Regions from separate parts of the Pan troglodytes genome. Here all the other regions are linked to region 2. Evidence: chromatin contacts called from public Hi-C data. All regions are on one chromosome and are shown on one strand. Each heading gives the region's core, a stretch centred on a gene start, on an enhancer-like site or on the middle of the called end of the contact. The rest is flanking DNA. Distances are from core to core; before and after follow the strand shown.

The links. Hi-C and Micro-C count contacts between places; a contact is called where the count stands out from the background.
Region 1: a contact with region 2 is called in a Hi-C map of induced pluripotent stem cells, with 2.2 times the contacts expected there. The contact joins two enhancer-like sites. A contact is called at or near these places in 3 of 7 Hi-C or Micro-C datasets (induced pluripotent stem cells and stem cell-derived neural progenitor cells).
Region 3: a Hi-C map of stem cell-derived neural progenitor cells shows a contact between it and region 2, with 5 times the contacts expected there. The contact joins the promoter of SOX11 here to the enhancer-like site in region 2. A contact is called at or near these places in 3 of 7 Hi-C or Micro-C datasets (induced pluripotent stem cells and stem cell-derived neural progenitor cells) and 1 of 1 datasets of contacts at active chromatin or transcription factors (stem cell-derived excitatory neurons).

Annotation. Positions count from the first base shown.
Region 1 is chr12:117,843,940-117,847,995 of NHGRI_mPanTro3-v2.0_pri, reverse strand. No RefSeq gene overlaps it. Among named protein-coding and RNA genes, the nearest start is that of SOX11, 670 kb to the right of the region's middle. Within about 2 kb of position 2,200, at least 2 of the 24 cell types and tissues checked have an H3K27ac peak or open chromatin away from gene starts, as enhancers often do. A contact at or near this core is called in induced pluripotent stem cells, where this site is marked.
Region 2 is chr12:117,498,454-117,502,779 of NHGRI_mPanTro3-v2.0_pri, reverse strand. No RefSeq gene overlaps it. Among named protein-coding and RNA genes, the nearest start is that of SOX11, 320 kb to the right of the region's middle. Within about 2 kb of position 1,364, at least 7 of the 24 cell types and tissues checked have an H3K27ac peak or open chromatin away from gene starts, as enhancers often do. A contact at or near this core is called in induced pluripotent stem cells and stem cell-derived neural progenitor cells, where this site is marked.
Region 3 is chr12:117,178,988-117,183,231 of NHGRI_mPanTro3-v2.0_pri, reverse strand. It overlaps SOX11 (SRY-box transcription factor 11), which reads left to right and starts at 2,827. Exons shown (of 1, transcript XM_009441951.5): 1 at 2,827-4,244. The coding sequence starts at 3,183. It overlaps LOC134807841 (a long non-coding RNA gene), which reads right to left and starts at 1,750. Exons shown (of 5, transcript XR_010149219.1): 1 at 1,436-1,750.

The sequences.
Region 1 (4,056 bases), core at 951-3,450, 340 kb before region 2:
AACATATCAAAAATGTTTGTGACTGACTGACCATAATTTTATTAGCCGAAGAAAATGTGATACTCTAAATATGTTTTCCTTAAAGAGTTTATATTTGCCAGAACCCGTGCTTGTAACAATTGTACAAGTTGAAATATAATTTAGAGCAAAATTAATAGTGATAATTACCCGTGTTCCTCTTCAAAAGCTCAATACTTCATAAACACATATCTGAACATTAATTATCCAAATATCTTAATCTGAGAGTAATAGGCCTTTTGATTCATGTTTGGAATATTAACAAATAGAATAATATTAAAATTCTCAATACATCAGTCAATTAAATTATGATAAAGTATCCTGTTGCCTCTTAAATAAAGAAGATTCTATTAAATACACCTGCATTCAATACGATGTAATACAAAGAATAAGAAATAGCAGTAAGAATCGATCAATACTCAGTCCATCAATATCTGATCGTATAGTCCTGTGCTTATACATAAACTCCTTCTGAAAACTTATAGTGTTAAGTGTGAATATTTTGCTTGTTTTTTCTTAAGCCTCAGATTTGGATCTGTATTTGGAAGAGTACAGGTTTCTAAAAATAAAATTTGATACAATTAAACAAAGCTGTGTCAATCCCTTCCAAACTCAGTTGCCTGGCATATGAAACCCTAAATGATACATCTCTTTCTAGTTCTTGTTATTGTCACCAGAAAAAGTCACAAAATCTGTACATTTAGAAAAGAGAGCTTTAATTCTAAAGTCGGGTAGAGCAACCTGCAGGCAAGAAGCATAGCTCGTGGCTGAAAATGACAAGCAGGTGTTTTGAGGGAGGAAAGGATAAGACAGGAATTTGTGCTGCATGGGTTGGCTAAGTATACATATTCAACAGGTTATAGGAGGAGCTATGAATAGCCACAAATGTGCTGCACACATGCATACTAAGCTAACATGTATCTTACGTATGTCTATGTTCACTTTGGGGTGGAGACATAACATTTCCTTATATTTCAGTTAGGCTGTTATACACCGAAACGTGAAGCAGAGGGCACGAAGACACTCAATGCACAGCCTCCGTAAACTGAACAGATACACTTCATGGTCCTGTTCTCTTACAAGGAAGGAATGTTGCTTAGCTGCAATGTTGAAGCTGCAAAAAGGAAAGGGCAACATCAGGTCATGGGTTGAAATCAGCCGTGGAGCAAGCCTGTAGTCCCAGCTACTTGAGAGGCTGAAGCAGGAGAATTGCTTGAACCTAGGAGGCGGAGGTTGCAATGAGCCGAGATCGTGCCCCTGTACTCCAGCTGGGGCGACAGAGCAAGAGACTCCATCTCAAAAACAACACCACCACCACCACCACCCACACAAAAAACCATTTAGTCAGCTCCTGGCACACAGTTGATCCTCAAATCTTAGAAGCATGCATTTAGTAGAGAGATGGAAACAACCCATTTTGTAGTTTTATCTCCCTGTCTTATCACTAAATCCTTTACATTTTCAGGCAAGATGATTGTTATAAAACATACTTTCTTAAAAGACAGCTTGGGATTTAGCAAAGCCACCGTTTACAATTATTTGTAAATGTACATTAAACTAATGCCACTGACACGAAAAATGGTTTTCAAGTTATTACTTAATGATTTATTGACACAACTATTTTTATTTTTTTATTTTTATTTTTTATCTTTAAATAAATTTTTAATAAAAACTTCTTGCTGAAAAGCACAGGGAAATGATAAAGCACTTAGAAAAGAATAAGACATTCCCATCACAGTTCTCATATGTAAAGAGATTGGAAGTCAGTACTCTCCTCCTTACAATAATAAAGAAAAATGCTGAACAAACTGAAAAATCAACTTTTTTTGTATTCTTCAGAGAATTGAGGTTGCAAATCACCATCCTGAACTCTCAAAAGAAAAGTAAATACAGAGAATCACAGCTGAGATTAATTTACCTGGAGCAGAAGTTGTTGGAGCCATAAACTAGTACAAACTCTAACTGGTTATTTTAATGAATTGCTGGAGGCTACGTTTGTTAAAGCAGGAGGCTGAGATATGACAGCAGGGGGAGTTGCGGTTTTAGGGGATCCCTCACTTTGCATGGGTTTTACCTACAGGCACTGCACCGTTTTCTCTTGAGAAAGGTCCTACGAAGAAGAGCCTGCTCCTCTCTAGGGGGAAGAGCACCATCTGTGAAGTACAGAGTATTCTACATGACAAAGGCCAACTACCCAAACAAAAACTATCCCAGAGCCTTGGTCCAGTCAGGGAAGGGCATTTCTTCACTCCAGATCTCTTTGGGCTCACTGTTTTGCCAAACACGGGGAAATGAAAACTAAGAAACACTTGTGAAGGTCACAGTCCAAGGACTCAGGTGCACTAAAAGCTTGAGATTTACTCATAAGATTAGAGATTCTATGATTATAGAACATTTCCCCTTCCTGGAACCTTACCATGGCAGCAACAGGGCTCCAGTATGATAACAGTGGATTACAGTTCAAAGAACTAAAAGTCACAGACTGTTTCAGGAGGAGGTCTTAGGGGAAGCTCAGTTTCAACAGAAGAGATGAAAACAAGGGCACTAAAGGAATTTGGGCCCTCTGGCACCTACAGATACAACCAACATTAAATACAGCCTTACTCCTAGCCAGATTAACATAAAACCTCACACTAAAAACCTATTTAGCCGACCATTTTGATTCCTGCCTGTAATTCAAACTACAAGAGAGGCTGAGGCAAGAGGACTGTTTGAGGCCAGGAGTTCAAGACCAGCCTGGGCAACGCAGGGAGATCTTCATCTCTTAAAAAAAAAAATTAAAATAAGTACGTAAATAAAAGGGTGTTTACCTCAGTTTCTATTACTAGCTGATATATCACATCTGCCTTTGAACAACAATCACAACAAAATACAAGGCCTGGTAAAATGCAAGAAAAAACAGTCTGAAAAGACAAAGCAAGCTACAAAAGTTGACTGAGATTTTCAAATTGTCACACAGGGAATTTAAAGTAACTCATGTACTAAGGATTCTGATTTAGAAAGTGGACAACATAGAAGAAGAAATGGGTGATATAAGCAGATAAACAGAAATTCTAAGAAGGAATAAAAAACATTTATTTAGAAATAAAAACATCGTAACTAAAAGGAAGAACAGCACCGATAGGGTCCTCAGTAAACTGGATTCATCTCAGGGAAAAAAATCTAATACTGAAGAGCTTGAAGATAAGTCAATAGAAACTTCCCAAACTAAAATGTAAAGAAAAGAAAACTTAAGAAATATAATATTGCTCCTGATTTGCTCTTTCTAGATTTATTGAACGTTATAGATGATTCTTTTTCATGTACTCCCTTAGCAACAGAAGCAGAGGAAATACTTCTTAACTCCCTCTGTAAAAGGAGCATTACCTTAATACCAAAACCAAACAAAAACATTACAAGAAAGGTCAACTACAGGCTGATATATTCCATGAGCTTATATGCAAAATGCCCTCAAAATATATTGGCAAATTGAAACTAAAAATGTGTAAAAAGTAATGTATACCTTGCTCAAGTGGCATGTATACTAGGTATGCAAAGCTAATTTAATATTCAAAAATCAATTCATGTAATCTAGCATATTAACAGACCAAACAAAAAATATGTAATTGTATAAATTAATGCAAAAATTCAGGAAAAGCATTTGATATAATGCTACACTCATCTACATTAAATTTTTTTTTCAGAAAAATAGGTATAAAGCAAGCTTAAATTCTTGAAGAATATCTACGAAAAGCCTATAACTAACATACTTAATGGTGACAAGTTGAGTACTTTACCCCTAAGATCAGGTACAAGTCAAAAATGTTCATGTTGCCTCCTCTCATCATTCCCACTCAACATTGAATTGGAAGTCCTAGAGATAAAGGAAATAAAAGATATATAGACTGGTAATACATAAATAAAATTGTGTATATTCACAACTGACATGACTGTCATGCAGAAATCCCAAATAATTGAAATATAAACTTTTAGAATTAATAAGTGATTCTAGCAAGGGTGTAAGACTAGGTTAATATAGGGTTTATCACTTTTCAACAT
Region 2 (4,326 bases), core at 115-2,614:
AAATGAACCTTCCTTTAATTATAAGCTGAAGTAATCCAAGTACTCCTGTGAAGAATTGTATGCATGCCTAAAATGCTATTCTTTTAGTACTAATTGCCAGTTGTTTAATCACTTTTAAGATTTTCTTTTATGTGTCGGTCATATTTTTATAAATGCCCTCTGTGACAGAAAACTGTCATCCCATGTGGATTTGATTGCACTGTAAGGAAAAACCATTCAAAGAGAGATAATGGAGGTAAGTTACTCTTTTCTTACTTGACTCCCGCTCGTTAACTGAGTCTGAACCAGAATTTTTAAAGTTGTTTATAGCAGTGAGGGCAGAGTTGAAACCAGCCATGTACTCCTTGCTGAAGCCCTCAAATGCCCCGGAGCTTAATCTCACACCCTTGAGAGGCTAAAAACGTGTCTGCGAAATTGAACTGGAGATCATGCATTTTAACTAGCATTTTAATAACTTTATTGCTCATATTAAGAAAAACTCCATTGATATGCAGATTGTGTCAATACTTCTTTTGCTAAAAGTTGTGAACACTTTGGCAATCACAAATGAAAGCATTAAGACAGAGAAGATGTGAAGCAGGAACTCTCCTGATTATATGTCATTCTATTTCTAACATCTGTAAGTATCTTACATACTGAGCATTATGAATGCCTTTGAAGGCTCTGCAAATAATTTTCCAAACTCCATGAGAAGGGAGAGTGTCAGGGAGAGGGTTTGAGGCTGGAGTCCGGAGCTTCTGCCTGTCTCTGACAGTAGTACACCTTATTAACACATATGGGCCAAACAACAAATTATTTAACTTATGGTTAAAAAGCATAAGAGACTACTTTACAAAAAACAATGTATGTAGTAGTTAATAAAACTTCAAATGATGTTTACCGCATACCGTTGTGGAATAGCTATTCAGATCAAGTTAAAAATTGAAATACAAAAACAAACCAGAGAGAGAAAGAGAGAGAGAGACAGGAAAAGCCCATCCACTGAATCTCCAGCATTCCTGCATGGAGTTTAGTAAGGAAAGAGCACATGTCGCAAAGCAAAGACATTGCAGTTCCAACAACAAAAGTAAAACATCTTATTTACAAAAGACCCCTTTCCGGCTGTTGTGAGTGAACCTGTGTTTGTGAGAAGCAGCGAAGAAGCTCTAAAGCCCACACTTTTCTCCCCTTAAACGGCCATCACAGCATCGAAGTTCCAAAAGGGGACACCTATTACAGGCCTCTAATGATTATTTTTTTAAGTGCACTTTACACGTCTTCCCACAGCCCTAGTGCTGTGCTGGAAAGATGATCCCTTTCCTGCCTGTCAGCCACAGGTACAGAATGCCCCTTGTCCAGACCCAGGAGAAACAACAGGAGCTGTTGAACTCTTTGCCTTGAGTCTTCCCTGAGAGAATGCGCCAGGCTTTGTCTTCCTTGGGACAAAGCTCCTCTCTCCCAGGGGGCCGGGGTGCCACCAAACCATGGCATGGATTTAGATTCCATGGGATTGGAGTTCATTCAGAAAATTGGTTTTAGGAGCCTTATCTAACATTTCCAAGCAAGAACCCCAAAGGTCATCCTGCCCTTCTGTAGGGAGCCCAAGTTGTAGAAACAATCCCAGAGGAGAAACATGTTTTCTAACTTCTGTGACTGCATTGTGGGAGGCACTGCTCACTGTACACCCGGCACATGAGGGTAATTAGGTGATCCTCTTACTTGTAACCCAAAGAAGAGATTAAATTAATGAATAATACATACACAGAGTTCCCTTCGTCTTAAATGTGTTTTTACAAAGAGGATAGTACTCACACAGATTTATAGAAACTACCTATGGGATTTTAAAGATAAGTAAAGTTGTGTATTACTTCCCAAATGTGGGAAAATTTGGATGGAATTAAGACCTCAAAACTATTGGTGCAATGCAATGTGTCACCTCTCAGTAGAAGAAAAATGTGACTAGAAATAAGAAAGACAGAAGGCTTTCTCATGTAGTAATTTTTTAAAAGTACATTTTCTTTAGTATCCTTACAAGATTCCTAACTGTTTAAGACCATATTCTTTCTTCAGGTATTCATCTTGCAGATATTTGCATGTTTTAACATAGGTGTCTCCACCTATTAAAATAATAGGATGTATTTTTTCTTAAGCTTTGCTGTGATTAAATGCAAGAGTCACCTATTTCAAATCAGGTTTAAAAACCAAGAGTAGGTGTCCTCAGAAATCACAAATTCTGGGGTATAATGAAATTGAAGTTGTAACATTGCCTCGTAAAAGTTGTTTCTGAAAAAGGCGGGACTTCCAAAGCATTTCTCCTGCAAATGTTTTCTATCATAGGCCTTTCTTTGAGGAGTAAAGGAAGTATTCTCACCCATGCCTCTGGAAATGAACGCTGAAACTCCTGAAAGGTTCCCTGATGCTTCCTTTCATGTTTCTCTCAGGAAGCATTGACTTGAGCACCTCCTCTGTTCACGCCACTGTTCTATTAATACTTGCTACAAAGACACAGATGAAATGGGTAGCTCTCCAAATACAGAGAAAAATATGCAGAGAAGAGTTTACGGATTTATTTTAACCACTTGCCAGACACTTTTAAACATGTCCTGTAGAACAGGCTGGGAAATTATTTTTAAGGTCGCTTGACAAACGAAGAAACTGAGGGAAAGCCATTAGATACCTAACATTCACAGAATCCATTCTGCAAAGCTTGGAATCCATATGGGCTACAGTTGCAGGTTCTTTCCAGACAGTAGCCTGCTTCGAGGTTAAAAAAAAAAAAAAAAAAGAAAAAAAACGAAGCCTGCCTGACTTCTTGAGCCATTAATTAATCCCTTTCCTTTGCAAGGTGGTCCTTCTACGGTCTCCAGCAGTTCAAATGCTTCCCGGAAGAGGCAGGCGCTTATCTTTCCTATGGTGCTACAAAGCTCTCACAGCAGTGCCAAAGTCCAGTTCTCCCATAAAAGCACCAATGTAGAAAGCAAACCTTTAAACAGCTTCCAACCCAACGTGAAAGAAAAAATAACCTTATTCTTACTCCTCCCCCCATTTCCTCTCCAACTGAGCTTCTCACTGCAAGCCTGTTAGGTTCTCATTCTATTTCTCCTCTTCATTGTTTTCCCCGGTGCTCCTGCATGTGCGCACGTGTGTGTGTACATATACACTAGTATCCTCCCACATCCCAAATACCAAGCCCTTCCTTCCCCTCATTGAAGGACTTTTTTGAATTCTGATTCAAGCAGGAAGCTTACCCAGACCAGGCCACCCGACGAGACTTTCTATTTTTACTCCTACTTTTGTTATACCATTAGACCCTATGATCTATTTCAACTTTCAAAACCTATTTCAAAATAAATAGGATCCCCTCATGCCCCACCATAAAGGTTGTGAGAAATCATAAAATATAGGTAATGGAATTAGAGTAACAAGTTAACATGTAAGATCACTTAACATTTCAGATGATGTGTGTATGTTTTTGGGTGTCTGTGTGTGTGTATAAAATGTATGGGTGTATATATAATGGGTGTATATGTAATTTTATAATACACATATAAAATGCCATCACATGCTACATAAATATGAGCTGTGTCAACTGCATCAGGCAAGAGCCCCCTCTGATAGTGCACAGCTTACAGGGCAGTCAGTAGATGTGGCTTTGTCATTCTTTGTGGTTTACTGTGGGGTGAATTGAAAATAATCTTGAAGGCCAGGCGCAGTGGCTCACATCTATAATCCCAGCACTTTGGGAGGCTGAGGCGGGTGGATCACCTGAGGTCTGGAGTTCGAGACCAGACTGACCAACATGGAGAAACCCTGTCTCTACTAAAAATACAAAATTAGCTGGGAGTGGTGGCACATGCCTGTAATCCCAGCTACTCAAGCGGCTGAGGCAGGAGAATCGCTTGAACCCAGGAGGTGGAAGTTACAGTGAGCCGAGATCACGTCATTGCACTCCAGCCTGGGCAACAAGAGCAAAACTCCGTCTCAAAAAAAAAAAAAAAAAAAATTGAAATACAAGTAATTGGCTTGTTAAAAAAAAAAAAAAAGACAACTATGTATTAACAACACTAGCAAAGAAATCAACCTACTTAAGGTAATCTATGCAATTTTGGAAGAAAACTTGTATGAGGAAAATCTCAGGGCGACTGACCCACAGCCCTGGACCGCTCACTCAGCTATGAGCTTTTCATGCACAGAGAATAAACTGTCTTACTTAAGCCATAGTGTTTTTGGATCTCTTTATGACAGTAGCTCAGCCAGTATCTTAACTAACATAGAAATTGGTCCCTGGATGGAAGGTGCTGCTATAACAGAAATGAAACTAAAATAAGTGACTTCGGTGTACTAGTT
Region 3 (4,244 bases), core at 1,578-4,077, 320 kb after region 2:
ATACATTCAGTGGCTTAAAAAACAGTAGACATATTTCCATTTTACTAAATTAGGTTTTCAAGAGGTGCATTATTAAAGGCTATATTTTCTATTTGGTAGCTTAAAATTTCTCTAAATAGTTGGTTACTGTTAATGGCGCAAACATCTGTTTTCAGAAGTAACTATTATTCCTGTAAGAAGCATGCGTACTCTCAAACATGTTCCCATATTTTTTTTAAAATGCTATACTTATTTAAAAATTTTCCCTTAGGGAGCAAAAATAAAGTATACAGATTATCATTTTTTTCATTCCTCACTCGACTACGTCTAACAACATTAAGTATGTGGGGTGAGTCCATGCTGCAAAATAGCAATCTAGTTAATCTCTTGTGAAAATTGCCTGGCCTCTCCTATATGACAGGGGGGATTCAGCTGTAGCACCCGCCTGTGCTGCCTTCAGTGCCTGCTTTAGCAATCCCAATCTTTGCTTTATCTTCTCCAACAAATGGCTCATGTTGCCTTGAACAGAAATTATATTTCTTGTTCGAAAGAGCAGATTTTAACTTTTATTTCCTCTAAAAAGATCGCAGCGCTATGAGAAGAAAATCTATTATTTTTCACTCCTACTATATTCAGATCATTCTCATTTTAAAGCTAAGCATGATTTTTGCTATAGCGTAAAGATAGCAAATCAATATGGAATTTGCCAAAGATTTTCAAATGCATTCTCTTTCCGAGGCCAAAATGGTAGGTGCCCTCACACTTTGCAAGCAAATAATGAAGCTGAGCTGAAATATTTCAATCCTTTTCTCTAGAGTGTGGATTTGTCCTGCAGTTGTGGGGAGGTGGGTGTAGATTCACCTTGTGCTCCTCCCCACCTTCCCTCCCTTGGTGTTCCCAATAGCTGAAAAACGTGTGAGCTGTAAGAGAAAAACAAGACCTAGTGCTCGCCGTGCGGGAGTGAAGATGAGTTTTCACACACTGCCTTGGATTTTATACATCTCCAGACTTTAAGTCACCCAGTATGAATGACTGTAAATTCTTTTGGTTCCTATGGCCCTGGAAAGAATAAATTGCCAGCATTATCAAGATTTAAGTTGGTCTGAATATTCCAAGTATTCGATGCAGTGTTTTTCTTTAGGATGAGTCGGGGAAGTGGGGGACGGGGGCGGGAATGGGTTATCGCAATGGCGGTAATTTTTTCAAATCATGATCTGTGAAAAACACGGTATTATTTTATGATATTAGAATCCTCAGAGAAGATCCAGTACTTAAGAAATGTAGTATTATTTGCAGGAGGGCACCTGAAAGGAAGCAGATTTGGATAATTTTCCCAGTCCTACACGGCTGATTTCTCTGGTGAAGGGATCCGGGCAGTGTCTTAGGAACTGCTCAAAGTTCCCAGATACCCAGTGCTGGGGGGTGTGGAGAAGGCGAGCGTGGCGACAGACCATACCTAGGAAGCGGCGATTTTCTTTAATTGCCCCCAGAATATCCGTAGAGGTAGTAGGGACTCAATAAAGAAACACAAAGGAGACGAACACGGCACGATCGCCGGGGTCCGCGGCTGCTCTGCGAGGCCCAGCGCGCCCCAGGTCGCGGCTCCCCGGCCGCCAGCGCACCTTTCCATCTCCAGGGAAAATATTTAGACGGGAAACTCGAGTGCACCTTATTTTCTCTTTGGTTTATGAGTGACCCAGAAGGCTTCTAGCTCACAATCGCACGATTTCAGGACGAGGCTGCCGGAGAAGCGCTGGCGACCAAGGATGGGGGAAGGACAAAGAGGAAGAGGAGGCCTGGGAAGGAGAAAGGAGCGGCGGAGGGGCGGGGAGACGACGGGGCGGGGAGAGGAGGGGCGGGGAGCAGAGGGAGAAGGGAAGGAGGGCGCCGGGCCCCTCGCAGGGACGCCGGGCGGGGCGCGGGCGTGCTGGAGCCTGCGGGACCCAGACCCCGCTCCGGAGCCAGCCCTGGGAGTGGCCAGCTTGAACCCGAGGGCCCCGCAGACCGTTACTCCGGCCCCCGCCCGGGGCGGGGCGCGCGGGGGCGCGGCGCAGCCCAACCCGCACAGCCGCGTCCCCAAACACCACCGAGGAGGGAAAACAGACGGAGAAAAAGGACAAAACAGAAAAATGCAAAACGGGGGAGGGAGCTTACCGCCTCTCGAGCTTTAAATTGATTTATTTGCCTTACAAAAAGGGAGAAAGGGAAAAGGAGAGCAGAGCCCACGTGCCGGGAAGGTTGTTGTCTTCAAGCGCCACCTTCCGTCGGCCAGGGCCGCCGCGGGGCTACCGGGCGGGCTCGGGGCGGCGACGCGGGGGAGCGGCCGAGCCCCGCGAGGGGCTCGCCGGGGAGCAGCTGCGCCCACCCCGGGGCAGGCCGGGCGCGGCTGACCGCGAGCCGGGCGGAGGCCGCCGTCTCAGGCTGGGCGCGTGCCCGAGTATGTGCACCCGGGGAGTGAGCGCGCGCCGTCCGCTGTCGCCGTCGGGCCTCCCGGGGACTGGGCACAAAGGCGCGCGGGGCCTCTCCCGGGACCCGGTCCTCGGTTAGCGCCGGCGCCCGAACCATCCCGGTTCGCCCCGGGCCGCCCGCTCCCCGTGGTGCCGCGCGCCGCTTCCGAGCATCCCGGGAACAGGCGCATCTGTGCACACACGCGGATTTTTTAAAAATAACATATTTCTAGACATGCCTCCTCTCCCCCCACCCCCATCTTTGCAAAGCAGCCCGGAGGGCGGGGTGGAGGGGCGGGGCCTCCGAGTTAATAAAGGAAGATGGGCGGAGCCGGCCCCCAGCCATTGGCTAGCTGGGGGAGTGATGTCACCCATATGACACCCTGATAACTAGTTGAGAGAGAGACCTCAACTTTTTGCAGAAGGAGCGCGCGCGCCTGGGAGAGCTCGGGGTCCGGCGCTTGCGGTAGGAGCCACGAGCCGGAGAGAGGGGTCCCGGGCTGCCTCGACCGCCGTCGCCACCGCCTCTCCTGTCGCGACCGCAGCTCCCACCGCGCCGGCGGCCGTCGCCGCCGAAGCCACCACAGCCGCTGTGTGCAGCCTGGAAGGGGGGGCGGGGGGGAGGGGGGGAGCCGCGAAAGCGGGGTGCCGAGGACTTTGCAACTTGCCCAGGAAGGTGGAGGGGTGGGAGGGGGAGGGGGACCTCCGCACGAGACCCAGCGGCCCGGGTTGGAGCGTCCAGCCCTGCAGCGGATCATGGTGCAGCAGGCGGAGAGCTTGGAAGCGGAGAGCAACCTGCCCCGGGAGGCGCTGGACACGGAGGAGGGCGAATTCATGGCTTGCAGCCCGGTGGCCCTGGACGAGAGCGACCCAGACTGGTGCAAGACGGCGTCGGGCCACATCAAGCGGCCGATGAACGCGTTCATGGTATGGTCCAAGATCGAACGCAGGAAGATCATGGAGCAGTCTCCGGACATGCACAACGCCGAGATCTCCAAGAGGCTGGGCAAGCGCTGGAAAATGCTGAAGGACAGCGAGAAGATCCCGTTCATCCGGGAGGCGGAGCGGCTGCGGCTCAAGCACATGGCCGACTACCCCGACTACAAGTACCGGCCCCGGAAAAAGCCCAAAATGGACCCCTCGGCCAAGCCCAGCGCCAGCCAGAGCCCAGAGAAGAGCGCGGCCGGCGGCGGCGGCGGGAGCGCGGGCGGAGGCGCGGGCGGTGCCAAGACCTCCAAGGGCTCCAGCAAGAAATGCGGCAAGCTCAAGGCCCCCGCGGCCGCCGGCGCCAAGGCGGGCGCGGGCAAGGCGGCCCAGTCCGGGGACTACGGGGGCGCGGGCGACGACTACGTGCTGGGCAGCCTGCGCGTGAGCGGCTCGGGCGGCGGCGGCGCGGGCAAGACGGTCAAGTGCGTGTTTCTGGATGAGGACGACGACGACGACGACGACGAGGAGGAGCTGCAGCTGCAGATCAAACAGGAGCCGGACGAGGAGGACGAGGAACCACCGCACCAGCAGCTCCTGCAGCCGCCGGGGCAGCAGCCGTCGCAGCTGCTGAGACGCTACAACGTCGCCAAAGTGCCCGCCAGCCCTACGCTGAGCAGCTCGGCGGAGTCCCCCGAGGGAGCGAGCCTCTACGACGAGGTGCGGGCCGGCGCAACCTCGGGCGCCGGGGGCGGCAGCCGCCTCTACTACAGCTTCAAGAACATCACCAAGCAGCACCCGCCGCCGCTCGCGCAGCCCGCGCTGTCGCCCGCGTCCTCGCGCTCGGTGTCCACCTCCTCGTCCAGCAGCAGCGGCAGCAGCAGCGGCAGCAGC